Regions from separate parts of the Mus musculus genome. Here regions 2, 3, 4, 5, 6 and 7 are each linked to region 1. A link is a contact called in public Hi-C, HiChIP or PLAC-seq, Micro-C and promoter capture Hi-C data. All regions are on one chromosome and are shown on one strand. The core of a region is the stretch at or near the end of the contact, and the rest is flanking DNA. Distances in the headings are between cores, read along the strand shown. Region 1 holds the start of Keap1 (kelch-like ECH-associated protein 1). Region 2 holds the start of Dock6 (dedicator of cytokinesis 6). Region 3 holds the start of Ecsit (ECSIT signalling integrator). Region 4 holds the start of Prkcsh (protein kinase C substrate 80K-H). Region 5 holds the start of Kank2 (KN motif and ankyrin repeat domains 2). Region 6 holds the start of Angptl8 (angiopoietin-like 8). Region 7 holds the start of Ccdc159 (coiled-coil domain containing 159).

The links. Promoter capture Hi-C pulls out the DNA fragments that hold promoters and counts their contacts. Hi-C and Micro-C count contacts between places; a contact is called where the count stands out from the background. HiChIP or PLAC-seq counts read pairs in DNA pulled down with a chosen protein or histone mark.
Region 2: a Micro-C map of embryonic stem cells shows a contact between it and region 1, with 4 times the contacts expected there. The contact joins the promoter of Dock6 here to the promoter of Keap1 in region 1.
Region 3: a Hi-C map of B cells shows a contact between it and region 1, with 6 read pairs. The contact joins the promoter of Ecsit here to the promoter of Keap1 in region 1. A contact is called at or near these places in 1 of 39 promoter capture datasets (liver) and 1 of 484 Hi-C or Micro-C datasets (B cells).
Region 4: an H3K27ac HiChIP or PLAC-seq map of embryonic stem cells shows a contact between it and region 1, with 4 times the contacts expected there. The contact joins the promoter of Prkcsh here to the promoter of Keap1 in region 1. A contact is called at or near these places in 1 of 39 promoter capture datasets (neural stem cells) and 2 of 115 datasets of contacts at active chromatin or transcription factors (bone marrow-derived dendritic cells and embryonic stem cells).
Region 5: an H3K27ac HiChIP or PLAC-seq map of bone marrow-derived dendritic cells shows a contact between it and region 1, with 2.6 times the contacts expected there. The contact joins the promoter of Kank2 here to the promoter of Keap1 in region 1. A contact is called at or near these places in 1 of 39 promoter capture datasets (liver) and 3 of 115 datasets of contacts at active chromatin or transcription factors (bone marrow-derived dendritic cells, bone marrow-derived macrophages and pancreatic cancer cells).
Region 6: a contact with region 1 is called in a promoter capture Hi-C map of liver, with 3 times the contacts expected there. The contact joins the promoter of Angptl8 here to the promoter of Keap1 in region 1. A contact is called at or near these places in 1 of 39 promoter capture datasets (liver), 1 of 484 Hi-C or Micro-C datasets (liver) and 1 of 115 datasets of contacts at active chromatin or transcription factors (pancreatic cancer cells).
Region 7: a contact with region 1 is called in a promoter capture Hi-C map of liver. The contact joins the promoter of Ccdc159 here to the promoter of Keap1 in region 1. A contact is called at or near these places in 2 of 39 promoter capture datasets (embryonic stem cells and liver) and 3 of 115 datasets of contacts at active chromatin or transcription factors (bone marrow-derived dendritic cells, fetal liver and pancreatic cancer cells).

What each region holds. Positions count from the first base shown.
Region 1 is chr9:21,237,674-21,241,483 of GRCm38.p6, reverse strand. It overlaps Keap1 (kelch-like ECH-associated protein 1), which reads left to right and starts at 2,152. Exons shown (of 5, transcript NM_016679.4): 1 at 2,152-3,810. The coding sequence starts at 3,775.
Region 2 is chr9:21,850,846-21,854,565 of GRCm38.p6, reverse strand. Dock6 (dedicator of cytokinesis 6) reads left to right here and starts at 1,931. Exons shown (of 50, transcript NM_177030.3): 1 at 1,931-2,021. The coding sequence starts at 1,978.
Region 3 is chr9:22,083,477-22,087,323 of GRCm38.p6, reverse strand. Ecsit (ECSIT signalling integrator) reads left to right here and starts at 1,897. Exons shown (of 9, transcript NM_001253897.1): 1 at 1,897-1,967; 2 at 3,116-3,301. It overlaps Gm16845 (predicted gene, 16845), which reads right to left. Exons shown (of 3, transcript NR_040407.1): 3 at 1,193-2,381.
Region 4 is chr9:22,001,536-22,005,488 of GRCm38.p6, reverse strand. Prkcsh (protein kinase C substrate 80K-H) reads right to left here and starts at 2,501. Exons shown (of 18, transcript NM_008925.2): 1 at 2,401-2,501; 2 at 1,952-2,090; 3 at 1,696-1,812; 4 at 896-991; 5 at 741-798. The coding sequence starts at 2,030. Ccdc151 (coiled-coil domain containing 151) reads left to right here and starts at 2,855. Exons shown (of 13, transcript NM_029939.3): 1 at 2,855-3,243. The coding sequence starts at 3,015.
Region 5 is chr9:21,795,810-21,799,860 of GRCm38.p6, reverse strand. Kank2 (KN motif and ankyrin repeat domains 2) reads left to right here and starts at 1,315. Exons shown (of 12, transcript NM_145611.4): 1 at 1,315-1,379; 2 at 3,667-3,781. The coding sequence starts at 3,745.
Region 6 is chr9:21,833,731-21,837,575 of GRCm38.p6, reverse strand. Angptl8 (angiopoietin-like 8) reads right to left here and starts at 2,066. Exons shown (of 4, transcript NM_001080940.1): 1 at 1,762-2,066; 2 at 1,499-1,660; 3 at 624-733; 4 at 229-516. The coding sequence starts at 2,058. The coding sequence ends at 489. All of the region lies in intron 14 of Dock6 (dedicator of cytokinesis 6), which reads left to right.
Region 7 is chr9:21,925,250-21,929,343 of GRCm38.p6, reverse strand. It overlaps Ccdc159 (coiled-coil domain containing 159), which reads right to left and starts at 1,873. Exons shown (of 13, transcript NM_025977.3): 1 at 1,616-1,873; 2 at 118-251; 3 at 1-36. The coding sequence starts at 1,626. Tmem205 (transmembrane protein 205) reads left to right here and starts at 1,809. Exons shown (of 4, transcript NM_178577.5): 1 at 1,809-2,052; 2 at 2,987-3,095; 3 at 3,190-3,353. The coding sequence starts at 2,996.

The DNA.
Region 1 (3,810 bases), core at 903-3,402:
TGGTGAAGGGGATGCGCTCAGGTTGGGATTGCGGGCCAACTTGCATAAAATGAATTTTTTCCCCAGAAGTTCGCGAAAAGCTAGCAGGGGTGAGGGGTGGGGATACAGTCCGGCTGGCTCCCAGAGACCCTCCCTCAGATCTCATATCTTTCCTGGTGTGTTGGCTTGGTGGTTTAACAGTAGGGAACTTAGAGATTCTGATATTAAATTTAAAAAGTACTCAGTTCCCTATTTAAATACCAAATTTAAAAAGCACTGTTGGGATTTGTAGAGACCTTCCAGACATATTCTGTGGGAAAATGACCTGAGATGGGTTTTTTGGTTGTTGTTTTTTGCCATTTTGATTTTGGAAGAGGGTCTCACTATGTAAGGCAGGCTGTACCACTTTGTAGCCAAGGACGTCCTTCACTTTTCTGATCCTTCTCCTCCAGCTTCCTGGGTGCTGGCATTACAAGTGTGTCCCAATTTCAGCTGTCCTGCATTTTTGTTGTTGTTTTGTTTAAATTATTAAGTTAATAGAACAAAGTAAGGTTTTACCATGCAGTCCAGGCTGGCCTGGAACTTGCTATGAGCCCTGGCTTGTCTCAAATTCACAGAGATCCACCTGTCTCTGCTTCTTCTAAAATTAAGGGTATACGACACCATGCCTGGCTTTCCTTGCCTCCCTGACCCCAGACAGAGTCTCACTGTGTAGTCTGGGCTGTTCTCAAACATTCAACCCTCTGCTTCAGACTCCCGTGGTAAATTTCTTTTGAAACTATCCTTTTCTTTGATATTTATTCATTTGTTTTCTGATATAAGGTCTTGCTAGGTCGAGCAGGCTTACTGTGAACTGGAGGTAATCCTCCTGCTTCAGTGCCCTGGTGGCTGGGATTACAGATGTGTCCCCTCAATATTCTTATTTTTAGATTTATTTCCTTTTATGTACACGAGTACTTTGCTTGCCTGTATGTCTGCGCACCACCTACCTGCATGGTGCCCACAGAGGTCAGAAGACAGCATGGGGTCCCCTTGAACTGGAGCTATGGATGGCTGTGAGGCATCGTGGCAGTGGACTCCAGGTCCTCTGCAAAAGCAACACGTGTTCTAAACCACCTTTCCTGGTTTTCCGAGACAGGGTTTCTCTGTGTAGCCTGGCTGTCCTGGAACTCACTGGGTAGACCAGGCTGGCCTCTGCCTCCCAAGTGCTGGGATTAAAGGCGTGCGCCACCACGCCTGGCTTAACTTTATGTTTCAAAGTTAATTTATGTGTGTATGTGGAGGTTATCGGACAACAACCTGAAGGAGGAAGCTTTCTACTACTATGTGAGTACCAGAGGTGGAACTTAGGTGGCCAGAATTGGCCAGACGCTCCTTTACCCACTGAGCCATCTTGATAGTTCAAGAAAATAACTTTCTCTCATAAATGCCATATGCAGCAAATAAGTATCTCTTACCATTAAAAATATATAAAGATGTTACGAGAAATACAAAGAGGCAGCTCTGGGCATTCCAACACTCCAACACCCTCAGATGAATGCCATACCTCTCCTCATGAAAACATGAACACACAGAGAGGAGAGTGTGTCTCTGGAGCACTCGAGCTGCACTTTGCAGGCTCCACATAGGGGAAGAGAATCAGTTTCTGCCAGCCGTCCCCGACCTCAACACAAGCACACACACAAATTAATGTACACAAAGCCCAGAGTGATATCCCAGCCTTTAACCACAGCACACGAAGGAGGCAGAGGCAGAGGCAGGAAGGTTTCTGTGTGTTCAAGGCCAGCCAGGGCTATGTAATGAGGCCTGTCTCAAAAAGAAGTTATAAGGCTGGAGTGATGGCTCAGCAGTTAAGAGTACTTGCTGCTCCTGCAGTGGTCCAGGGTTCAATTCCCCCATTTGCATGGTAGCTAACAACCACCTGTAACTTTAGGGGACACTGCACAGCCCACGTTGCACAGACATACATATACAGGCAAAACACCCACACGCACAAAGTAAAATACAAATTGAAATAAAAACATTAAAAAGTTATTTTACAAGAAGATAAATATCGCAACCAGGTAGATGGGTCTAGTTGGACCGTGCAGGCTGTGGGAGGGTCCGCCGGTGCAGGTTCAGCTGGAGGCGTACCGGACAGCCTAACCCGGAGGCAGCCTCCTAGGGCCGCCCAGACCCACGCCCTGCTCCCTCCGCCCGGCACCTGCAGGAAGGGCTGGAACTGCCTCTGCGTACCCGCCGCCCGTTTCCGCCCTCCCGCTCCTCCCACGCGTGCCGCCCGGGACCCCGCAGCACCGCTGCCCCGATCCGAGCCCTCCACCCCCACTCCGGTCCCCCTCCTCTCTTCCCGGAAGCGCGGCGCGTGGCGGCCCGGCGGCGCGGATTGGACGCGTGGCACCTACAGAGACACCCGGGGGGGTGGGACGGAGGTGAGCGAGCGCCCGCGGAGGATGCGGTGGGGAGCCAGCTCCGGGAGCTGCCCGCGGTCGCGCGTGGGGCCGTGCACGCGGTGGGGGGAAGCGCGTGCCCTTCTCCAAGCGCGCACCCCGCCGCCGAGCCCGTGAGCCCTCGTAGGGTGGTGGCCGCGGCGAGTAGAGGTAGGGGTCGCCCGCGGCCGGCGCCCCGGGACTCTTATTGTGACAGGGTGGCGCGCTGTGCTTAGTCACCGTGACCCGCGCGGCGGAGGCGGAGGCAGAGCGCGGCCATGGCGGGGTGAGTGAGCCGCTCCAGGCCGCGGCCCGGGACCAGGCCCTGCGGGCTCTCCCGGCGTCAGGGCTGCGCCTCCGAGCGGTGGGGAGGCCGCTGGAGCAGGCGCCGGGTACCGGGCGGCCGCTGCACAGCCCCCTGCGCAATGCCAGGCCCGAGCTCCGGCAGTGTGGTCACGCGTGACAGTCGCTCACTAGCTGGGGCCCCTGGAGCATTTCATCCCCCCCCTCCCCACGGTGATCTAATAGACAAAACACGCGGAGTCGCGACTCCAGGCTGAGCCCAGAACCTGGGGAGCCAGACGCAGACCCTCTCTTGTCTCCCCACATCTTCTTTGAAAGCATAATTCCTCCCCTGGCCCCAGGTCTCCAAGGGTCTCCTGAATCCCTCCCCGTGGGTGTTCCAGATGCTGCACACTCTCTTGCCCCAGGAGCTTGGTGTTCGCTTAGTGTTTCCTATACAGACCTTGCTTTATTTTTAGGCCTTTTCTGTCTTCTCGCTGTGTCTCTGGAGCTCAGAGCAGTCCCAAATACATAAATGGCAGGCTCTGTAAATGTTGGTGTGGTGTTGAAAGGAATCTGACATGTTGGACGAAGGCAAGGGGAGGGAAGGATGGCTGGAACAGTGAAGAGGTTGGAAAGCGGGTGTGGAGTTTTACAGGCCATTGACGATTTGGGGTTTCCATTCTTGGGCTCGGTGAAAGGTGTTGGGTGATTCTGAGCAGGAAAAGGAACATGATATGCCCTGAAGGCCCGCGAGTTGAGAAGTTAGTTTGAATGGAGCCGGCTGTGTCCAGTTTACTTGGCTTGGCAAAATCTGCACTTAGATATCATTGCTTAGTCTTGCAAAAAAAGAAGCCTGGCTGGACATGGTGGCACATACTGTAATCCCAGCACTCGGGAGGAGCCAGCTTTGGTTGCATAGTGAGTTGGAAGCCAGCCTAGGCTATGTAAGACCCTGTCTCAAATAAAATAAAATAAAGTGGCAGGGTCTGGTCTAACCCAGCCTCTGTTCCCAGCGCTGTGCTCTTCCCTCCCTCCAGGCCCCTAACGGCTAGCAGAGGAACTGTGTCTTGTCATCAGGAACCCCATGCAGCCCGAACCCAAGCTTAGCGGGGCTCCCCGC
Region 2 (3,720 bases), core at 682-3,181, 610 kb before region 1:
GGAATAAGCGTAGGCCACATCCTAGTGTTTCAAAGGAATATTTAGGGGTCGGAAGCAGGAGGACAGTTGGGCTGAAGTCCAAGAGGGAGGCTATGAGGACAGAGTGGTAACAGGGCAGTTTATGCAAGGCCTGGAGGGATGGACTATGACCCAAGTGAGGTGGGCCACGGAGGCTCTGCACAAGGAAGGATAGGTGAGACACAGATGCCGCCAAGACAGTGCACAATGGAAGCATCAGGAAGGATCCAGCTCCATGTTCCCTACCTGGCCTCAGAGGAAGAGGCAGGGACCTGAGTAACACTGAGTGTGGCCCAGCACAGTCGTGGGTGGAGTTATATTCTGCATCTCCCAGGCAGAAGCCACTGGACCACGCTGAGTAGGTGCGTGGGCTCCTGACAGCTGTGTACACAGATCAAGAGCAGATGGATACCTAGGGGGTTCCCCTACCATCTAGGTCTCCTTCCTGTGCCTTCAGAAGCTGATACAGATTTGCTGGGCAACTGGGGCAAGTCACCCTGCCCTCTGGCTCCAATTTCATCCTCTGTAGATGGGGCTCCTGCTAGCATCCATCCATAGGTGGGATAACGAGCAGCACTCAAAAAAGCTCTGAGGCAGACATGTCCTGTGCTGCACAGCTGCCTACCCTACCAAGACTGTTTTGACCGTGACTGCTCAGAGGGCTGAAGCTACTCAGGAGAAGGTGTGGAGGCAGCAGACAATTGGCATATCCAAAGATGAGCCAGGACTGAAAAAATTCTAGGAAACTGTTATTGGGAAAGGAGCTGTTGGGAAGATATTTAAGGCCACAAATTAATGAAGACATCCTACAACTTCAGGTAATCAGAAACTTCCGGACTGGCTCGCTCAGGTATCGATACTGGCTTTCTGAGTCACACCTCCTAGAGTGACACCCCTGAGCTTAGCTGGACTCATCCACCTCTCTACTGCAACCCAGAGACTGGCAGGAAGTCCCTTGAGCACCTTTTGAGGCCTACTATGTAAAAGCCTCCACACTGCTAGGCTTCAGTTAACCCACTTGTCAGTAGTGGAAAACAACAGTTCTTCCCACCTATGTCCATTGAGCGACTATAAACAAAACCTTAGTAATTATTGTGTGACATTGATGTTGTTTTTTAGGCAGCGTGCCTCCGGGACTAGTGAGGACCTAACTTTTTTGTTTGTTTGTTTGTTTTGTTTTGTGTTGTTTTTTCGAGACAGGGTTTCTCTGTGTAGCCCTGGCTGTCTTGGAACTCACTCTGTAGACCAGGCTGGCCTCGAACTCAGAAATTAGCCTGCCTCTGCCTCCTAAGTGCTGGGATTAAAGGCATGAGCCACCACTGCCCGGCTGACCTAACAGGTTTTGATGTTCCGTATTTTTTCTTCCCAGCCCAACAGAAGACTCAGTTTCCCCATCTTGACCCCAGTGGGAGGGGAACACTCCCTTCCATGCCCTGCCCCTGCTCCACACCCACCCCATGCCCTGCTCTGCCTGGTCCCCAGCTCCCTAGCCCATCGCAGAGATGAGCCACTCACAACGTCCCGCCCATCAAGGACCGTCCCTCATAAGCCACGCCCACAAAGATCCTCATCTCTCCAGCCTTGTCCCGGTCCCTATCCTAGAGCAGCGACATCCCAGATCACAGCCTGCTCCATCCTCCTGTCAGCGCTGTCTCCTCCCCATCCCCAGTATTTCTGTCCCACTCTCAATGCTGGCCCCACGGCATCCCAGAAAAGGCTCCGCCCTATCTAGGGAAAGCCCCGCCCCCTCCAGAGAAGGCTCCTCCCCATCCTAGAGTTGGCCCGGCCTCGCCACCACGCCCCGAGAAGACCCCGCGTCATTCCCGTCTTGGTTCCGCGGCTGGGGCGGGTCGAAGTGCAGGCCCCGCCCCATCAGCACAGGCCCCGCCTCTCCCGCGCGCCTGCTCCGCCCAGCCCGGCTGCCCAGACTCGGGAGGCTGCGGCGGGACGCGGGGCGTCATGGCGGCCTCGGAGCGCCGCGCCTTCGCTCACAAGATCAACAGGTAGTGAGAGCGGCCGCGGTCACGGCCACTCTGGGCGGGACGGGCGAGTGCTGGAGATGGCGGGCAGCGGGGGCGTGCCGGGCTCCCCGAGGACTTCCCGGAGGAGGAAGCGCATCCCGGGTCCGTGCGGGCCGGGCTCCGAGAGTGCTAGGCTGCATTCGGACCCTCTTGCCGTCCTTCCCTTCACCAGCCTGGGGAAATTCGCACCCCTCCCCCGCCCAGGGTCCCGGGACCCAGCTGTCTGGAGCTGGGGACAGCTGGGGATAGCCCCTCAGTCTCCTGCCCCAGCCTCTCCCAGCACCGGCTGGGCGTGGGAGGGGGCCGAGGGGGCTGGGGACTGAACCAGCTGGTGGGCAGACAGGGGAGGGACAGGCAACAGATGCTGGGGGATCCCCTTCCATGGACACTGGATTGTGAGAGAGGCTCAAATCTGGGGTAGGTTAGAAATCATCCCAGGTAAATCATCCCAGGTATCCGATCCTCTGGAGACCTGTCTGACCACCTTAGGTGAGAGAAGCCACTCTGTGGGTCCCACCCTGATGGAGACACAAGAAAGTTGCCCCATTCTTGGATTTCGCTCTGGTGGGACAAACATAGATGTGTCCGTGGTATGGTGTGGATGCATAAGACAGGAAAGGGAGGATAGGGTCTCAATGGTAGGCCAGGTAGAGTTAAGCACAGACCTAAAGGAGCGAAGGAAGAGATCTGCCCATCATCCAGGAAAGAAGCAAATGCAAAGGCCCTGGGGCCACAGAGGGACCAATAGGAATAGATTTTATAGGGCCTACGCCTTGTAGGCCAGAAGGACTTTGACTGTGACCCCAAGTGAAGTGAGAGCCACAGAGAGTTCTGGATAGAGGAGGGTTGTGATCTGGGGCAGAGCAGTTGGGCAGTTTTCTGTTTGTTGTCTTGCCTCCTAAGTCCTTATGCCTTTAGCTCAGGTGGGAAAGATGTGCAGAATGATCCTGGGCCTTGATGTAGTGAGGGAGCCCAAGATTTCCCAAGCAGCCTGGTAGATAAATAGATGCTTCTGCACATTCACCTACCTATTGAGTTCTCCCACAACCCCAGATGAACCTGCAACTGAATGGAGTCTTGGTTTTACTTTGTTGTGTTTTGTTAGTCTGGGATGGGGTCACGTAGCCCATGCTGACCTCAGATGCACTATGTAGCCAAGACCGGCCATGAACTCCTGGCCCCCCCTGCCACACTCAGTTTCCATGGTAACCACATCTACAGCACCTTGCTTTTGTGTTTGCTTTATTTTGAGAAAGGTTCTCACCCTATCCTAGCATTCACTTACTGTGTGTACATGTGTATACCACTCTCGTTGTGTGTGTGTGTGTGTGTGTGTGTGTGACAGGATGCTTGTAGGAAGGAGCCTTTTCTTTCCACTTGGTTTCCTGGGATTATACTCAGGAGGCTCAGCAGCAAGTTGCTCCTGAGCCATCTTGCCAGCCTCCCTCTATTTTCATTTTTGAGGCAGGCTCACTCAACTGGGATCTGGAGCTCCAGATAAACTGGTCAGGGAACTGGCCCTGGGGATCCTCTTGTCTCTGCTCCCTGTTATATGAGTTCTGAGTCTGGCTTTTTTTTCTTTTTAAAGTTTTGCTTATTTTATGTATGTACACTATCTTCAGACACATCAGAAGAGGATATTTGATCCCATTACAGATGGTTGTGAGCCACCATGTGGTTG
Region 3 (3,847 bases), core at 648-3,147, 850 kb before region 1:
AGAAAACCAGACATGACTCTTGTGACTTCAGTTTTTTCACAACACAGAACTGTTCTTGGATGTGCTTCTGTGCTACTCCCCCAGGGGGTAGTGAACAGCAGTACATTTGCTTCAGCTGTTGTTATTCATGTTACCTCTATGGGAAAACATGTTTTTGCCACGTGTGCCCTTACAATTGAACACCTTACCCATGCGATGCTTCTTAATGCCCAGAGTATAACTTGCCTGATGTGCTGTAGCATGAGACTTTAGTCAGCCTCATTTTGAGGCTCCACTCTCCCAGGTTTACACTGCCAACTAGAGCCATAAACAAAGGCTAGCTAGGTCTATATAAAGAGGTCCAGGTCAGCCAGGCCAAGCAGCACAGTAAGACCCTGTCTAGACGAAAGAAAAGGACTGGGGCTACACCTCAGTTGGTAGAGAACCTGCCTACAATGTAAGAGGCTCTGGACTGTATCCCTGGCACTACAGAGACAATGCATGGTGGTACAGGCTCGTAATCCCAGGACAAGAGAGGCAGGAAGATCAGATCAAAATCAAATTCAGCTACACACAAGCTCAAAGCTAGTCTGGGCTACACAAGACCTTGTTTTAAAAATAATTACTGCCGGGCGGTGATGGCACACGCCTTTAATCCCAGTACTTGGGAGGCAGAGGCAGGCGGATTTCTGAGTTCGAGGCCACCCTGGTCTACAAAGTGAGTTCCAGGACAGCCAGCAGGGCTATACAGAGAAACCCTGTCTCGAAAAAACAAACAAACAAAATAAATAAATAAATAAATAAATAAATAAAAATAATTACTTATGGGGTTGACAGGTCAGCTCTGTGGGTAAAGTGCTGCCAAGTCTGATGGCCCAAGTTCAATCCCTGGGACTCAAAGGATAGATTCTAGTAAATTATCACCACATGTGCCACCCAAAATACAACAATGTTTAAAAATGCACTTAAAACAATAAAAGCCTATATTCAATCATTTTATACATGTATAAAATCCCTCTCCTCTATACATGCGTACAATTCCCCGGCGATCCAGTCATCTAGACATGCACTCCATAGGCCTCGCAGCCCTCAGTGTGGGTGGGCTAAAGAGTCAATCTAGACTCCCTGTTGGGGAGGGAGAGAGGGGGGTCAGGAATGCATGTCCTTTTTCACAGTAGCCCTTGTTGTACTTATATGGCCATTTCACATAGATGAATTCAAACTTCAAACATTTTTATTAAAGGGCGTTAAAAGTGCTCGCAGCCAAGCCTGATGACCCAGGTTTCATCCCCAGTACCCACATGGAAAGAACATCCCCCAAGCTGCCCTCTGACTCCCACACGAACATGCTCACATAGACTTACACACATAACACACAGTAAAAATAAACACAGCTTGACATTCTGTTAAAGCTGTTGGCAGTGTTGCCCAGCTGAGGTTCCAGCTATTCGGGAGGCTGAACCCCGAGGATCTCTTGAATCCAGGGTTTTGAGAACAGGCTGAGCACCACTGCAAGACCCTGACTCAAACAACTCAACCAACCAAACTGAAAAAACCTCTTTAGTAAAAAAATGCATTCCGGGACTGGGGCTGCGGCTTAGTTGACAGCAGTAGAGTGCTTGCTTAGCACGCAAGCCGCCCTGGGCTCCGAACCGGATGTGGTGCTTCCAGTCCGTAACAATAATAATAATTTACCACACCGCGGAGAAAGTTGGACCGGACGGACGCCGGGGAACCCGCTCCAGCGCCTCCGTACTGGTATCCAAAGTCTCCAGGCTTCTGGAGCTCAGTGAGGGGCAGGGCCTGCTCCTGAGGAGAAACCAGCGTCTCCCCCCTTCCTATTGGTGGATCTCTTCCTGAGGGCGGGACCTATCGTCACAGGCTCTTCTGATTTGCTGTCACCTTCGACTCGTAACCGGAAGCTCCGTGGCTCAACATGACAGCGTCCAGCGGTCCCACAGAGCCGGCTCGGGTCTGCGGCTGGCCACGTGAGTAGGTGGGTCGCGCGTGGGAGGTTTATGGGACTGTCTGGGATTCGGGGCGTCCACTTCCAGGCCTGGTAGAGCCGGGGAGGATGACCTTCAACTCGGCCTCAGAGTCGGGACACTGTGACCTTTTGGGGTGCAGGCTTGGGAACGTGCCTGGAAAGGTTGCTGGGCACCTCTTGCTGCAGGCGGTCCGTTTCACAGATGGGACCGCGGACTTGGGCCACACATCTTGTCTGTGACGCAGGCATTGGAACCTTCCAATGAGACCTCTTAGAGACCCGGAATCGTGCCAGCCCACACGCATACACACACGCGACCTGGCTGTTCAGATTTCTCTCTGTTTTGTAGAAACTTGCTTAGTTCCACTCCGTTGGTCGGTGTTGGGCAGTTACCATGTACCATGCACTGGCCCAGCTAGTGGAGACACAACCAGATTTTAAACAGAAATCAGATGAGAAAAACAGATTTTAAAAAGTATTTCCTAATTGAGCAAACCACAAACATAACAGATAATTCAAAACAGTGATTGTTGCAAGCAATGTGTTTTTCCCTGCGACAAGATTCTTTATGTACCCCAAGTTGGCCTTGAATTCATCATGAACATCCTCCTGCTCCAGCCTTCTGAGTGCTGGATTACAGGCATATACCAAGACAGTAAGTAGTAGGCAGAGGGTAAAAGAATCGTGGTGGTACACGCCTTTAATCCCAGCACTCGGGAGGCAGAGGCAGGCGGATTTCTGAGTTCGAGGCCAGCCTGGTCTACAGAGTGAGTTCCAGGACAGCCAGAGAAACCCTGTCTCAAAAACCAAAAAAAAAAAAAAAAAAAAAAAAGTTCAAAGCCCGTGCCTGAGGTGCATCAGACCAAAACAGTGTGGCTGGAGTTATGAGAGAGAGGGGAGGTACAGCAGGTGGACTCCATCCGATGTGTATTTACTTTGAAGTTTTTATTTTAGCCATGGTATGGAGGTGGGGCACATGTGCACTGGTGCATGGTGGAGGTCAGAGGACAGCTCTGGAGTTTTATCCATACACCTTATGTTGGTTCCAGGGTTTAAACTCAGGTCATTAGGTTTGCTTTGTTTGTTCCAACAGCAAGTTCCTTTCTCAGCTAAATTTCCTCTCCCCACTCTTATTTATTTAAATTTTAGACAGGACCTTACTGTAGCTCAGACTGACATGGGACTTACTAATTATCACCAGCTGGTTTGATTCTGGAGGCCATCTTCCTGCCTATGTAGTCCTGGCTGGTCTGGAACTTGCTATGCCTATATAGATCGTCTCACCTCAAACTCAGAGGTCTGCCAGCCGGGGTCTCCCAAGTGCTGAGATTACAGGTATGTGCTATCCCACCCAGCAATCTTATGTGTTCATATGTGGGTACAGGGATGTATGTTAGTATGTGTTCACGTGTACAAAGGACAAATGTCAACCTTGGATGTTGTCCCTCAGGAGCTGTCCACCGTGTGCTCTGAGACAGATCTTTCAGTGGGACATGTAGCTCACTGACTAGGCTGGCTAGCAGCGAGCTCGGGGACCTGCCCTTTTTTGCTTCCTCCGACTGCTCAGATTGCAAGCCGCTTTGTATGTAGGGCTCAAGCCCTGGTCCTCATACTTTCAGGGCAAGCATTTTTACCAATGGAGCCACATTTCAAGCTCACCTAGCTCCTGTTGTTAAAAGCTTTCCTTTGCAATGGAAGGAAGTAACTGGGAGGGCAGAAGAGAGAGGGCAAAAACGTATGCAGGAGAGTAGACCACGGACTGCTGTGGTGACCTGCAAGAGGGATAGATTTGGAAGCCATCTTCAGAACTCGGATGGATTGAATAGGGACACAGTGAATGCTGGATGGTTCCTACGTTGTGGCTGGAGTAAGCACTGGTGC
Region 4 (3,953 bases), core at 1,252-3,751, 760 kb before region 1:
TGCTTACTTTACACTTATACATGTACCACACAAACATTCAAAAAAAGAGACTGAAAAAAAAAAAACAAGTACTGAGACTTTAACCTAACTAGAGCTCAGCTTCAATCACGAGTCATCTGTCTTCCTGCACTTACTGTGTCGTTTCGTCCAGGGTTTTTGTTTGTCTGTCTGTTTTGAGACAGGTTCTCTGGCAAGCCAGGCTTCAGACTCACTATGTGAGCCAAGGGTGCTCTTGAGCTGTGATTACAAGCCTTCACCCCCATCTCCCATTTATAAACAGGTAAACAATCTCAACTACCTCAGACCTAGAGGGAACGCTGGTAATGTGGGATCCCAAGGGGCATGGCCATTGGAGTCACAAAAGAATGGAAGGAGCCGTGGGGGCGCACGCTTATAGGAGGTTAAGGAAGGAGGCGCTGACTGGGCCCCCAGAGGAAGAGCCTGTATCTCTAAAGAAACTAGGGAGGAGCTGGAGAGACTTCACTAGCTGATCTTCCTTCCAGAGGACCTGAGTCTGGACTCTAACTCCAGCTCCAGGGGGTCACACGCCCTCCCCTGACCTCAGCAGATGCTACCCCTCTCACACGCACATAACATAAAAGTAAACCTGCCTCCCTAGTGCTGGGCCTGCAGACCTGTGCCGCCACACTCAGTAAGTGACAATCTTAAAAGGCAAAGGCGAGGTGAAAAAGTAAGCGGACAGGGAAGCAGCCTGACTTCCAGGTAGGGGCCCCACCCACCTGCAGGTGTTCTCGCAGACCGTGCCGCTGTTGTACTCGTCTGTGCCATCACAGCAGTCTGAAGCAAAGGTAAGGGCCAAGAGCAGAGTGGGTGAGGTCTCCCCCTGGCTGGCCCGACCTTCCCCAGATCCTGGGAGGACCCGCACTGCACTTACCACATACCCCATCATTGACCCGGCTGGAGAGGATGTACAAGGGCTTGTACCCAGTGTTGGTGCAGTGAAAGCTGCCATTGGGACAAGCAGCTGTGCCTACAGGAAAAAAAAAAAGTTTGATGCGTGTTCCCCACGCCACATTTGTTTGTGGGGGGCTCCAGCAAAGTAAGTGTAACTCGGGTGTGGTGGTGCACGTCTGTAATCCCAGCACTCTGGTGGTGATCACAGGATAACCCGTGGTCCAGGTCATTCTCAGCTACACTGTGTGCTCAAGGCCAGGCTGGGCCACCAGAGACTGTGTCTCCAGAACAAAAATAAACTAAAGCACAACCAAGAAGAAACTGTATCTTCAGGGGCCAGCAACACAATCCTCCAGTATTCCCCAGCTTCTCCGGAGGCCCTTCAAAAAGGCCAGGCAACTCCCCTCCACTCCTCTTTGCCTTCATCAATCCCTAGAAGGCCATTCAGTTTCCCTCCTCCTCCCACTTCTGAGAGGGTCTTCTGTTGGCTCTTCCTGACTCGAAACCTCACCTCCTCCTGAATGCCATTCATGGTTCCTGCAATGACATTTGCTGACTTGGTCATACACCTGGACATTTGTTCCTTTGATAGGGAATGGAAACCAGGACTGGCACCTACAAACACTGCCCCTCAGCTAATCCAAGCCAACAGGGATCTTGTTTCTGTGCCTGCTTCTGCTCACTGAGCAGGAAGCAACAGGAGAGTGAGATCCAAGTTCTTTGGGGCATCTGCGCTTAGCAGGCTCATTTAATGGGCGATGGGCAAATGCAAACGCTCACCAGGCTCATCTGAACCGTCCTTACAGTCGCAGTAGTCGTCGTTCACCTGATCGAATGGGATGGTGGCTGTGCCGTCCAAACAGGTGAAAGGTTTAGATTCTTCATAGAAGTGATGGTCTGGTGAGGGAAACAAGAAGCTCTGCTCAGATCTTAAATAAATATTACCTCTGTCCCACTCACTCACCAGCTGAAATGCTACGGGAAACGGAGGAAAAAGGCTGAAACGCCCCTCCCGATGCACAAAGAAGAGACTCACTGCTGAGGGAAACGCCCCGGGGTCTCTTAACTTCTACAGCCCAACAGAGGGGTAGTAGTAGTAGCAGCAGCAGCAGCATCCCGTCCGGGCCGAGACCGGAAGTGTGTTATGCGGCAGGAAGATACGCGATGGCCTCTCACTGTAGGAAAGAATGAAGAAGCATCTAATCATTGGGAGAAGGCAGCTTACCCAAGACCGGCCTCACCACTGCTTCCGGAAAAGGAGGGCACAATCGGAGTTGGAAGTGCAAGGGCAAGGGGCGTCTCTCCGCCCCGAGCCAGTGGAAGAGTCTCAAAGTGAACTCAAAACCATAGGTCTCTCGGTAAAGAGGTGAAATGGGCAACTCCCGCCAAAGGTTCAAAGGATTTACGATCCCTCCACACCACCCACCCTGCTGCAACCTATAAGAAACTAGGGTGCCTTCCTCCCATCGCTACTTCATCACCTACGCGAGGTAGAGGCAAAGGTCAATAGCCACCACACCAGGTTAGCTCAGCAGCCACGGTTCCTGCAGTAGAATAAGAGAACGGAACGCTCCGGATACGTCACTTCCGTTTTGCTCATCCCTCTTGGCGAACGGCAACTCCGGGACGCCATGTTAGGAGTGGCAAGAGTGCGTGTGCGGGCGCTGAGGCGGCCATCTTGAGTAGGAACATGAAGACCTAACCTTAGAACAGATCGGAAGTGTAGCGCTTAATGGCGGCGTAACGTGCCTCCATCTTGGGAGTGGCGGGTTACTGGCCACTGCCAGCGAACACGCAGGCGTCACGTGACCGCTACGCTCGCGCCTCTCTTTCGCTGGGCCTCTTTGTGGGACCGCCCCTCCGAACCGAGTCAGCCAATAAGAGCAGTGGAGTGTAACGCGGGCGGTTTCCTTGGGAACGTGGGCGGGGGGAGGAAGTTACTTAGCAACCGGGAGATGCTAAGAGGCCCGCAGCCAGGCAGTTAGCAGAAGTGCATTCCCAGAGCCTAGGGAACCAGCGTTTAGGATCCTGGATTATAGAGGCCAACTTGTAGTTATTCTCCTACCCCTTAGAGGCTTCCCGACCTTAACCCGATCACCATGACGTCCCCCCTGTGCTGGGCAGCCGCGACCACCACGGTGACTAGCCCGGAGCAAGCTCCAGCGCCCTCTTCCAAAGCCAAAGGCAGTAAGGTTCACCGAAGCAAGTCTATGGGCCGGGCACAGGCCTGGCCTGCACATCATCCCAAGTCAGCAACCTCCTTCCATGCAATGAAGTCTTCTGTGCACGCACAGGTGCTTGAGTTACAAAGAAAAATCCAACTGTTAGGTAAGTATGGCTGCAGACTGCACCGAAGGATCCGGGATCAACCGTGCCCACCAGGTCTTCTGAGTAGGCGCTATGTGTTTCTCCAGCACGAGTCTATGTGACCAACTTGAAACAAACACTCAAATCTTATCTTTCTTTCCCATTTCTTTGTACTATTACCTCTTCTAATGTGCATATGGGTGAGTGAAAAGCACAGATTCTAGAGTTTGTTTTTCTTTATTTATTGTTCTGTTTTGCGTTTCTGTGGGCAGAGTGCAGTACTCTCAGATGCCAGGAGAAGGCATTGGATCCCTTGGAGCTAGAGTTACAGGTGTTTATGAGCTGACCAATGTGGGTGCTTGAGACTAACAACCTTCCTCGCTCTGCAGGAGCAGCAAATGTCCTTAACCACTGAGCCATTATCCCTCCCACCCAAATTTTATTTATTTATTAAATTATTTTTGAGAGTTAGCCTCATGTGGCCCAGGCTAGCTTGAACTCAAAGGAGACCTAGCTCCACCTTTTTGGGTGATTGGCATGTGCCACCATGCGGGCATCATGCGGTGCTGAGGCTGGAACCCAGGGCTCTATTCATGCTACTCAAGCACTTTGCTGAGTTATATCTTCAGCCCAAAGAGAGTTTGTTTCTCTGGGGTCTGAATCCTTGCTCTGCATAAAAGTTGTTTGATCTTGGGGAACTTAGAGTCATCTAATTGTACTCAGTTTTTCCA
Region 5 (4,051 bases), core at 66-2,565, 560 kb before region 1:
TATTTTTTTCTCCTCTTTCTCTCTTTCTGTCTGTCTGTATGTTTGTGGGTGCATGGGTGCCATGACACACATGTGGAGTCAGAGGACAGTTTGCAGAACTCAGTTCTCCCCTTCCACTGTATAGATCGCAGGCATTGAGCTTTCAGGCTTGCAGCAGGCACCTTCGTCTTGACATCTGACGAGCCTCCCCTTGGTCATCCACTTATTTTTTGAGACAGGTCTCATTGAACCTGGAGTTCATAGATGCAGCTAGGTTCACTGGCTGGTAAGCCCCAGCCATAGAGATCTGCCCAGCCCCCAGAATTCGGCTTACAGGTAAACTTGTGGGCCCAACTCTTATGTAGATGCTGGAGTTCGAACTCAGATCCTAGTTCACACCGGCAGGCAGTTTACCCACTGAGACATCCACCTGTCACGTGTGCTAAGCAGAGGCTTCCAGGAAGCTATATTTTTCCTCTTTCCTCCCCTTCCCTTCCTCTCTCTTTCTTTCTTTCTTCCTTTCTTTCTTTCCTGTTGTTTTGTCTTTAGTTTGTTTATTTTGAGACAGTCTCTCCTGGCTCAGAATTACTGGAGTAGAAGGTGACCTCTCTAGTACTTGATCGCCCTGGCTCCACATCTTTCATGTGCTGGGACTACAGGTGTGCAGTCCCGCTGTGAGAGTGGCTTCAGAAAGTCCAGTGCAAACAGAAGTTCATCTCTGGACTAGGGTGTAGTTTAGAGGCAGAGTGATTAGCATTCAGAGTCCTGGGGTCCATCCCCAACCTCACAAAATCAATAAACCACGCCCTGTGATTTGTGTCAGCCCAAGAGTAGTATGAAGGGAATTTTCTGAACACACTTAACAGATGGGTCATGTGATTGACCCCATTTTGCTGATGGGGAAACTGAGGCACAACTTCAATTTCAGGAGATTGGGGTGTGGGTGCTGCAATCTTAGAGTTTGGGTCGGCGGTCACGCCATGGTGCACCCGGCCTGCAGCTGGAAGACTTCCAGCTGCTGGCGGCCAACGGGGGAGGGGTGACCTCCAGTCGCCGCTACCGCACCCGCCCTCGAGCTGGGCTGCGGCCAGCTCCGCCCCCTGCAGCGTCCAGCTGCGAAGGGCGGGCACCAGGCTTGGAGAAGCGGGGACCCTGTCCGGAGGGCTGGTGGCCAGGAGCCGACTGAGACCCTAGGACGTGCTCAGGCCGCAGCGAGAGCGCGTGCACCCCCACGACCACCCTTCAACTTCGCCCCCAGGCCCCGCGGCCGAGGCGCCCGGGAGACTGGAGGGGCGTGGCTTTCTGGTGGGGGCGTGGCTACCGCGCTGGCTCCGCAAGCTTGCGGCGACTGAGGCGGAGCGGGCAGGACGCCTGGGACGGCGGAGGCTCGAGCGTGCCAGGCGAGTGGGACGGAGGGCTGATCGGGGTGGCGTGGGGTCCGGGCTACTCTAGGGGCACTATCAGGATTTCTAACCCACCTCCAACCCGAGGCTACAAGCTCGCACACTCTCTCTTAGCTGGTCCCTCTCAAGTCTTAACATCTGCGCCCAAACTTTGCAAACCGGAGCGTCTGGGTCCCCGCGCTCCTCTCCCCTCCCCAGCCCTGACCTGGGCCCTGCTTCCCTTGCCCCTAGCCCACCTCTATGCCTTTATCATTCCCTGCCTCTCTTCCTCTGCTCCGCCACTCTCGTCTAGCTCTGTCCCCTAACCTTCCCAGGTCCCCGCTCTCGCAGCTCCGGGTGGCCGGACCAGGCCCCTCAGCGGCGGGAAGGCATCCGGGCGTCCGGCCGGGCTGGGCCTGGCTGCTGGGCGGGTGTGGGGATCAGCAGATGTTTGCCATTAGACTGGGACCCCGCAGGCCCCGCCCCCTCCCCGCCCGGGGCGGGGTCCTCCTCACCCCCAACTTTAGGGGCGGAGGGAGCGCGGCAGGAAAACCCCCAGATCCCAGATTCACCCAGGCTGGTGGTGGGGGGGGGTGCACTCTGGGGAGACCCTGTGGCCCTTTCCTGGAAACTCCCACCTGTTGATTCTTCCAGCCTCCTTCCGCCTCTCTCATCCCGGGATCTTGTGGAGAGAGGGGCCTCCTCCGACTCCCGCCACGGAGTTACCAGCCTGAGGTTAGATAACGAGACCCGTAGACCTCCATCGCTCCATCTGGAGAGTAAGATGTATAGGGTCTAGGGGTGCTTTGGGCGAATCTGCCCCGTTTTAGGTTCAAGTCAGAGATCTGCCTGCCTCCGCCTCCCAAGTGCTGGGATTAAAGGCATGTGAGGCTACACTCAGCTTGCAAGATCTTTTTCCAAAAACATAAGCATGGCTGGGGATGGAGAACGTGGGCCTAGCATGTATGAAACCGGGGGTTCCACCCCAGAATGTATGGTGTGGTGTGGTGTAGCCAGCCACGCCAGCACTTATGAGGTGCAGGCTGGAGGATCAGGATTTCAGGGTCATCCCCAGCCACATAGTGAGTTTGAGGCCAGCCTGGGCTACAGGAAACTGCCTTAAATAACCAAACAAAACGGTGTGGTAATTATTCATTATTCATTCCACCTCAGTGCCCCTAGCCCAGGCTACCCCAATTCTGCTCCCTACTTCTGTGTCTCTCTTAAGTCCTCAGAAAATATTTTGGACTAACTTCCTGTCCTTGGAGGTTCTGAGGCTCCAGGCAGATGCAGAGCCAATTTTATCTACAACTGGTAACTGCATTTCAGGTGTTCATGCCAGCAAAGTGAGGGCAGAGACGTGAGGAGACACAAACTGGAGGGACAGAGCTATGGAGGGGAACTAAGCCAGAGGGAAGGACCATCCGAGGCCTGCCTTCATGCCCAGCAGGCGCCCCATCTGATCCACCCTCCCAGGCACCCACTGTCCCAACATCTACAGCCTAGAGTGGCCTGCTCTGGAGGGTGAGATGGGTGGAGGTGTCTGCAGCAAAGCAGCTGCAGGGCAGACAACAGAAAGGACTGACCTTGGCTAACCTCCAGGGTTGAAGTGGGCTTAGCAAGAAGTCTTGATTATCCCCACTCTGCAGCCTGTAGGCCCCCCTCTTTACTTCCATCTCTATGACTTTCCAGTCTTTCACCCCACTCTATCCCTACTGTATCCCCCCCCCCAACCCAGACACATCCTGAGGGGGCAGGAAGTTCTATGTAGCTGGGCAGTGAAACTGTTTATTTTTAGAGAAAATTGTTTCCATAAAGAGGAAGGCTTCTCAGAACTTGTATCCTCACCACTTTCCCGACCCTCCACAAGGGCCTGGACTGGCTCTCTGCTTTGAGGTCGCCGAGGGGTCCCACCTCCATGTTGTCCCTTACCCCCCTCTGCAACCCCACTGGAGTGTCCCTGTTAGCACCCTGGCCCTCCACCAGGCCTTACCCTGCTCTCCCTGTGCACTTTCTATGCTGGGCAAAGGGGAGGGGGCACAGGAAGGGTGGAGCCACCTGCCCTGGGGGCCATGTGCAGGCTGTGGGAACAGCTGGAGCCTGTCCAGGGCTGGACAGATGTGCACACAGTCAGGGAGGTTTGGTTTCTTTGTTCTAGGGCTTTCTACAGCCAGGCAAGGGTAGAAAGGAGTGTTCAAGTCTATGAGGGGTGCCTGACCTGGACAGAGTACTAGACCATCTGTGGAGGGTGGGTGGCCGCATCTCCTTCCTTCTCCCTGAAGATTGCCCTGCCAACCCTCTGCAGGTCAGCCTCAGCTGTCAGCAGGCTGTTGGGGAGACTCAGTTCCCTGAGTGACATCTGAGGAGCAACCACAGAGAGAGGATGGCCCAGGTCCTGCATGTGCCCGCCCCATTCCCAGGTCAGGGGCTGATCGGAGGGGAAGGGAGGGGGTTTGAATGGGGAGGATGCTCAGCCAGTCGGGGTGGGGGTGGGGAGAAGGCAGCCACATATGAGGGCCAGAGGTGGGGGAGCAGCTTTGACTCTGTGGCCTGACACACAGCTCTAACTGTGCCGGTCTGAGGCAGGGGACTGCCCTAATGTGAGGGTCTAAGGTGGGAGGACAGCCCTAATGTGAGGTCTGACTGAGGGAAGGACACCTTTGTTCTTGGCATTGATGGGTGACATGACC
Region 6 (3,845 bases), core at 817-3,316, 600 kb before region 1:
ACTCCCAGTGTTTTTTATTCTCAGAGTCTGTCACAGCCTGGAACGTGCCAAGGCTGGCTAAGGACCCGCCTGGTCCTCCTCTCTGTACCTTTGCAGTGTTGAGATGCTACGTCCGTGGCTGTGGTTCTGTAATTGAAACCCAGGACTGTGCGTGCTGGGCAAGTGAGGTCCGATAAGCCCCCGCCCAGGATGCCCCATGCTTGCAGAAACAGATGTGGACACTGTTCATAGATTGCCTCTGTTCTCTTTTATTGTGGGGTGTGTGGGCATAAGGGGGCTCGTGTCTTTTTCCAGCCCTCCTCCACAGGGCTCTGTCTTCTGCCTTCCATCCCGCCTGCTTGCTTCTGTCTCCGCTCTGCCAGGAAGCGGGGTGCACTGGCCAGGTCCAGCTGATGGGCAGCCGGCTCTGTCAGCCCTGTTCATGGGCCTGGTGGAGCGCTTCAGTGTTCCTTGCAGCACAACTGGTCCTCGGTGGCATCCAGGTAGTCTCAGGCTGGGAGGGCTGCTGTGTGGAGTCTAGGGAGGGAGGTAGAGCCCCGTCAAGGCCAGTGCTTCGGGGAGGTGCCCTTCAGTGGACCTAGGCAACTTCCACTGCTACCCCAGAGTAATCCCACCAGGCTCACCTCTGCTGGATCTGTCGCAGCCACTGTTGCTGCTCTGCCATCTCCCGCTGCTGTCGCTGCACGTGGCCAGTGAGAGCCCATAAGAGGTGGCTCTGCTTATCAGCTCGAGCCTGTGGGGTAGTATATAAACCTTAGCTGGGAGATCTGGGTCACCTCCCATCTCCTGACCACTGCAAGTTTCTCTGTTACCATCCATGGGGCCCAGCAAATGTCCAAGACCCTCTGGCCTCAGTTTCCCTGTTTGTAAAGTATATCTAAAATGGGACTTGCTCTGTATAGTTTGTAGATGCACATCAAACAATATTGATTGGTTTCTTGATACATAGCACCAGGACTGCGTGGGTCCTGGGAATCCATCTCAGGTCATGGGCTTGGCAGCCTTTACCTGCTGAACTAACTACCTTGTTGGTCCCTTACTCATTCATTCATTTACATATTTTGAGACAGGGCTTCATGTACCCCAAGCTTAACCCGGATGTCTACCTAGCCAGAAATCACCTTGGACTCCACACACACACACACCCACACACACCCACACACACACACACACACACACACACACACACCTGCCTTTATTCCCAGTGCTAGGATTGTTCTTTCTCTTGTTCTCTTTGAGACAAGGTATCACCATGTAGTCAGCTGGCCTAACTTTGTAGCCAAGGCTGCCTTTAACCTTCTATTTCTCCTGCCCCTGCCTCTGGAGTTCTAGAACCACAGCTGTGCCTGCTTCTTGCCCTTACTTGCAAAGGTCACTTCCAGAAGGTCACTGAGGCTGGAACCCCATATACAACTGGAGGGTCCTCTAGCCCAGGATTCAGTGGTGGCCTCTTTCTGAGAAGCAGGCTATACCCCTCTCAGACCTGGGAGTCCCTTACCTTTAAGGTCTCAAATTCTTGGTGGGCTTGACCGAGCCAGGCGCCTCTCAGCTGCACTTGTAGTCTCCGTACAGTGTCCCGCAGAGCCTGCTGGGCCCGGGCCACTTCCCCCAGTGATCGGGCTGTGGCTTCAGCTCGAAGGTGTAAAGCGTCCTCTTCCACCTGCTCAAGGATGGTGTGTCATCAGGGTATGTTTCCTCTGTTCTGGGTTTACCATTTCCTCAGACTCTTACCTGCCACCAACACCCAGCTCCAGTGCTCACCTGAATCTCCGACAGGCTGGTGCGAAGCTCCTGTGTGGCATCCTGGCCCTGCCTGACTTCTGTCCCCAGGAATTCCAGTGCTCTGTCATAGAGGCCCAGGCTGTGCCCAGCTTCTGTCAGGCGAGCCTCTGTGGCTCTGTACACGCCATTGAGGGCCTGGCCTAGCTGCAGGGCCCCGTGAAAGAGCAGGGTCAGCTCTTCATATTGAGCTGGCTCTGGACCACCCAGAGGGGCCACTGGAGCGGGTCGCACTGCTGATGCTAAGGTCCACAGGAGGCAGAGAGCAAGCACAGCCATGGCTGACAGTTTCGTGGGTGTGGTTCCCGGGCCGCTGCGGCTGCCTTTTATTTCCATAGGCTGCCATTGACCCCCCTGGTCAATGGTTAACCGGCCATGGTTGCACAAGGGCCTGGCGGAGGCTCAGCCATTGCATCAGACTGATGGCTAAGCAGGCCATGCTGATATCACGCTGCTAGAACTCAGGGCCAGCTGTGTGTGGGGGTTGGAGGTAGTGGGCAAGCTCAGACCAGAGCTCTCAGCGCCAGTGTCTGTATGAGCATATCACTGCCTTGAGCCTCAGTTTCCCATCTAAGTGTAGAACGTGGCTCCCTTCACATCCAACACAGCAGGCCCAGTATTGCTGGGCCACCCAAAGGGCCATCCAGGGGCTCCAGCCTTGTCTCCTTCCTGCAGACAGCTAATGCAGGGGTCACTGGGTGTGGCCAATAGCTGTGGAGGAGGGGCGAAAAAGTGACATGACAGACATCCTCCTTCTGAGATCATGGAGCCTGACTCCCCGCATGGTTTATGATCTGTGCTAACTTCGATTTAACTTCCTAGAACACACAGGGCAAGTACTGCAACCCATTTTCTCTACCTAGGCGTCCCACAAGTAGTACTAAGCATTTGTTGAACATCCACTTTGCGCACTCAAAGGAACAGCCTTGCTTCCCTTGCAAATAGAACGTTACACTCTGAGGTTGCGGTAGGAGGAACATGAGTTCAAGGCCAGCCTGGGCTACAGAACTAGATCCTCTCTTATGGCAAGAAAACAAGAGCTGAGGTGATGCTCAGAGGTAGAAGGCTTTCGGGGCACTCAGCATTCCATCGCTAGCACCACAGAAAATGGCCGTGAAGTTAGTCATTCGCGATGAGCTTGACACCGAGAGTCACAGGACTCTGTCACAGAGACCCACTCACTGTTCTGTGTGGAGACTCGCTGTTACTGGTTGTTGGTACAGAGCTTCAGAGGCTGAGCTAGCAGGCCAGATGCCTCCATCACACAGCTTAAGGGGGCCTACAGGGTTGGGGCTTGTGCACTTACAGCTGGGGAGAAGAGGCAAGACCAGGTTCCGGTTCTCTTTGTATCTGAAAGACAGACCCTATAGATAACTCCAGGGAGCCAATAAGGTGGTAGTGTGGGCTGCGGGAGGCCAGTCTGCCACCTGGCTACTGGTGGGACCACCTTATGTTTTTAATTATTTATTTATTGTTGGGGGGCAGGGTTGAACAGAGATGTCCAAAGAGGCCAGAGGCATCAGGTCCCCCTGGAGCTGACTGAAGTGGGTGCTGTGAACTGAACTTGGATCCTCTCAAAGAGCAGTGCGTACCCTTAACTGCTGAGCCACTTCTCCAGACCTCTGGCCCTCGGGGGCTGGAGCCAGGGCTCAGGTGGTAGAGTACTTGCCTAGTGTGCACAAAGCCCTGGGTTCCACCCCCAGTACCTGATATGCCTGTCACCCCAGCACTCTGGAGGTGGAGACAGGAAGTTAAGACCTTAAAGTCCTTCTAGGCTAAATAGCAAACTCAGATCTGCCCTGAGCAAGATGAGACCCTGTCTCGGGTATTAGTTGTTTTGGTTTTGCTGAGAGAAGATTTCCCTATGTAGCTTTGGCTGACCTAGAACTTGCTATGTAGACCAGGATGACCTTGAATTAGAAAAACAAAACAAAAACAAAAACACCTCTGACTCTCAGCACCCATCTGTGCCTGGCCTTGTAGCTCCCTGAATCTAGCTAGATGTGTGCATACAGAGGTTCCACCCACTGTCTGTGTCACCTGGGGTCACAGCCCACCCTGTTTTC
Region 7 (4,094 bases), core at 624-3,123, 690 kb before region 1:
GGGTCATACAGTCCAAAGCCTTGTCTGAGGAGGGCCCTAGGGGGACAAAGGTTTCCTTCAGGGACAAGTGAAAGCCACTTGTAATTGTCAGCCCCTCCCAGGCCTCCAAATGTCTACCAGGCTCTCCAGGAGGTGGTGAGTACTGGCTCCTCTCCTTAGCAGCCCAAGATGTGATGGCGAGTAACGGAGGTGTGCAGAGATGAGAAACACAGTCGTCAGAGTCCCGGGATAGGCCAGCCAAAAGAGAGTCACTGCAAAGGGGGCATGGGAGGAGCTCTGAGCCCACTAACTCCCCATCCTTTTGGTTTTAGCTATGTATTGTTTTGAAACAGTCTCATGTAGCCCAGGCTAGCCTCCAACTCATTATGTAACCAAGAATGATCTTGAACAGCTGATTCTCCATCTTCTACCTCCCCGGTGGCTAGGACGACAGGCGTGTGTCACTGCATCCCGTTTACACAGTGCTGGGGTGGAACCCAGCTGCACGCTAGGCAGGTGCTTTGCCAACTAAGAACCAGCCCCAGACACCTGATCTCTTTAGTGTTTCCCCAAAGAGACTCCTCAGAGATGTTCCAGCCAGAATCTCCTCAGTATTGGCAGAAGTGAAAGTCAGAGGAGAGGTAAACCCAAACGGATGCCCAGTGACCAGCTTAAAGGTGGGAAGAGAAAACCAACTGCGTAAAGTTGTCCTCTGCCGTGCGTGCCATGACACACGCACTCGTAAGACATGTCTCATGCACAACAAGGATAACAAGGCTTTATATTTAAAAAGGGGACAGAAAGTAGTCACATGCCTTTAATCCCAGCACTCAGGAGGCAAAGGCAGGCAAATCTCTCTGAGTTCGAGGCCAGCCTGGTCCACTTAGTGAGTCTCAGTCAAGTCAGGGCAAGAGACCCTGTCACAAAAACCTTAAAAAAAAAAATGGCTTGAGAGTTGGTTTAGCTGCTTTTCCTGAGTACCCAGGTTCAATTCCCAGCACCCATAGGGTGACTCACAACCGTCTGTGTCTCCAGTCCCAGAGGATTTGATGCCCTCTTCTGACCTCTACAGGCACTAGATTCGAAAGCAGTGCCCAGACATATATACAAGCAAATCGTTAATACACATAAAAATTTTTTTAAATCTGAAACAAACAAAACACATAAAGGACAGGATGTGGTAGTTCAGCCCTTTTAATCCCAGAACTCAGGGGGTCCCTGAGTTCCAAGCCAGCCTAGTCTACAAAGCTAGTTCCAGGCCAGCCATGGCTACACAGTGAGAATCTATCTGGGAGGGGAAAAAATTATATATACTATATTGGGCTGCCCTGATTACACAGATTTAGTCCAATGCTTGTAAATGAAATTTGTTCTAGAATGTCACCTGAGGACCACAGATACCCTCGAAGATTAGAGCGGGAAAGGAAAGACACATTTCTGAGCGTCACCACCAGAAGGTCCCCAACCTTGCCTGCCCTCCCCACAACCCCAATTGAATCTTCAGCTGTCCCCTTCTCCAGAAAAATTTTCGAGCTTGGAAGCTTAACCATTGCTATTAGTCCTAACCCCTTGTTCTGTCAATCTAACACCCTTCCAGTCTCCCCATTCTCTTCCATTCCCACCTACTACAGCATACCACCCGTTCATGCTCTCCCATCAGGGACCACGAAGCCAGTCCCCAGCTGTGACGCTGAAGTTTTGATCCCCTGAGGACACCATCGTTGGAAAACGAGGGGAGGCCAAAGGTGGAGTCACAGAGAAGGGCGTGGTCCTCCCATAAGCCACGCCCGTTCACTCCGCTCAGGCGCGGAGCTCATTGGCGCCTGCGCATCTTCGGTGAGACTGGATGAAGTCCGGAGAGGCGAGATGGCCAGTTGATTCCCGCAAGCCAACTGGGCAATCCCTAAGTGGGAGAGTCCAGAGGAGTGAGAGCTGTGATCTCATTGGCTCTGGCTGGGAGGTGGGGCGAGGCCTGCGGGGCGGAAGAAAACCTGGGAAATCTCAGGCAAGCCGGAGCTGCACTGGAGCTGCCACGGTTCTTGGTCCCTACGCCTGAGCTCGTGTGCTCCAACGGTGGGGTCAGATGGGGCTCCGGGGGTGTTTTGGGATGTTCTTAGAATATCTCGGGTTCCGGATGAGGGCTCTTAGATGTCTGCAGAGCTAGGGTAATCCCTGAAAACCTAAGTATGTGAACTTGAGCTGCTGGGATTCAAGCTTTTGGGGTGCAGTGGACATTGTGGTTTAGAGAGAGTCTTTTGTTCTAGAATTTTGGTTTTGAGACAAGGTCTCATGTATCTCTGGTTGGCTTCCAACTCCTGCCCCTCCTGTTTCTACTTTTGTGCTGGAATGACAGACTAGAACCAGAACCTGTTTTATGCAGAACTGGAGACGGAACGCGAGGCTTCCTGCACGTGAGGCAAACGCTCTGCCCGCTGAGCCATTTGCTCAGCTGGACCTGAGATGTTTGCTTGCTTCCTTATTTTGAGAGAGTCTCACAGTATGTCAGGCAGTCCTCAAACTCAGTGATTTTCCTGCATCACCCTCTGATATGTTGGGGTTACAACTGTGAATCACCAGGCCAGTTTCTACGTCTTTAAAGGCTTTTTGGAATTGAGGAATCTTTTTCTAACTTTGAGCTAGAAAAGTGGCAACTCCCCTGTCTCCGTCTTCCAAGTGTTGGGGATTTACAGGTACAAGCCTTCATGTTGGGTGATATTATTTACTTATTATTATTACTATTATTTTGCAAGTATGGAGGATAGCATGTAAGGCCAGCACCAACAAAGTCCCTGACCGCAAAGCCACGATTCCAGCCCCAAGCCTGAGCCCAGATCGACTGGTTGGGCTTGAGATTGTCTAGGGTCTACTTTGGGTCTTCCAACTGCCATTTCCAGGCTGTTTTCTCTCATCTTTGCACCAGTGTGAGGCTGGCCCTATGCACTCTCTGCCAAGGCCTCAAAGCTCGGGGGTCGAAGGTTAAGCTGAGTCACCACTGTTTCCTTCCCAGGGCTGCAGAATGGAAAAAGGAGAGGACCCGGGAAGTCTGATTAAAGTCATCCACTTGCTGGTCTTGTCTGGTGCCTGGGGCATGCAGGTGTGGGTGACCTTTATCTCAGGTAGGGACCCTCCAACCTGTTATTTAGAGTGAGGACTGAGTAGGAGGGGGACCCGGAAGCAACCTAACGGTGTTTGTGGCCCTCCACCTCCCAGGCTTCCTGCTTTTTCGGAGCCTCCCGCGGCACACATTTGGACTGGTGCAGAGCAAGGTCTTCCCAGTCTATTTTCACGTCTCCTTGGGCTGTGCCTTCATCAACCTCTGCATCTTGGCACCACAGCGAGCCTGGATTCACCTCACACTGTGGGAAGTCAGTCAGGTATGAGGATTTGAGAGTCCTCAAGACTCCAGTGAACACTTAAGGAGATTTGTGTTATTTCAGTGTGTGTGTGTGTGTGTACATTCATGTGCACATGTGTACAATCTTATATAGAAAGACCAGGGGTTGGGGTGGGAGATTAAAAAAAAAAAAGAAAGAAAGACCAGGGATTGATGATAGGTGTCTCCCTCTAACATTCTCATATATAGATATAGATATACACACACACACTTTTAAGACAGGCTTTCTCCGTGTTACCTTGGCTATCCTAGAATTTACTCCCCAGCCCTTTATCTGATGCAGTTTTCACAGTGCTGGGATACCTAGAGCCTTGCACATGCTAGGTTTGCATTCTGTAGACCAGAATGGCCATGAACTCAGAGATCAGCCTGCCTCTGCCTCCTGAGTGCTGGGAGTAAATGTATGTGCTGCCACCATCTGGCTTATTTATTTATTTATTTATTTATTTTTGTTCTTCTGAGACAGGGTCTTTCTACAGAGCCCTGGCTGTCCTGGAACTCACTCTGTAGCCCAGGCTGGCCTCAATCTCACAGAGATCCATCTGCTTCTGTGTTCCAAATGCTGGGATTAAAGGCCTGTGCCACCCCACCTAGCTTATTTCTTTTTTTTGAGAAAAGGTCTCCCATTGAACCTGAAGCTCTCGCTGATTTAGTCAGACACGCTGGCTGGGAATCCCCAGGGATCCTCCTAGCTCTGTCTGTTCATCACTGAGACGGTTGG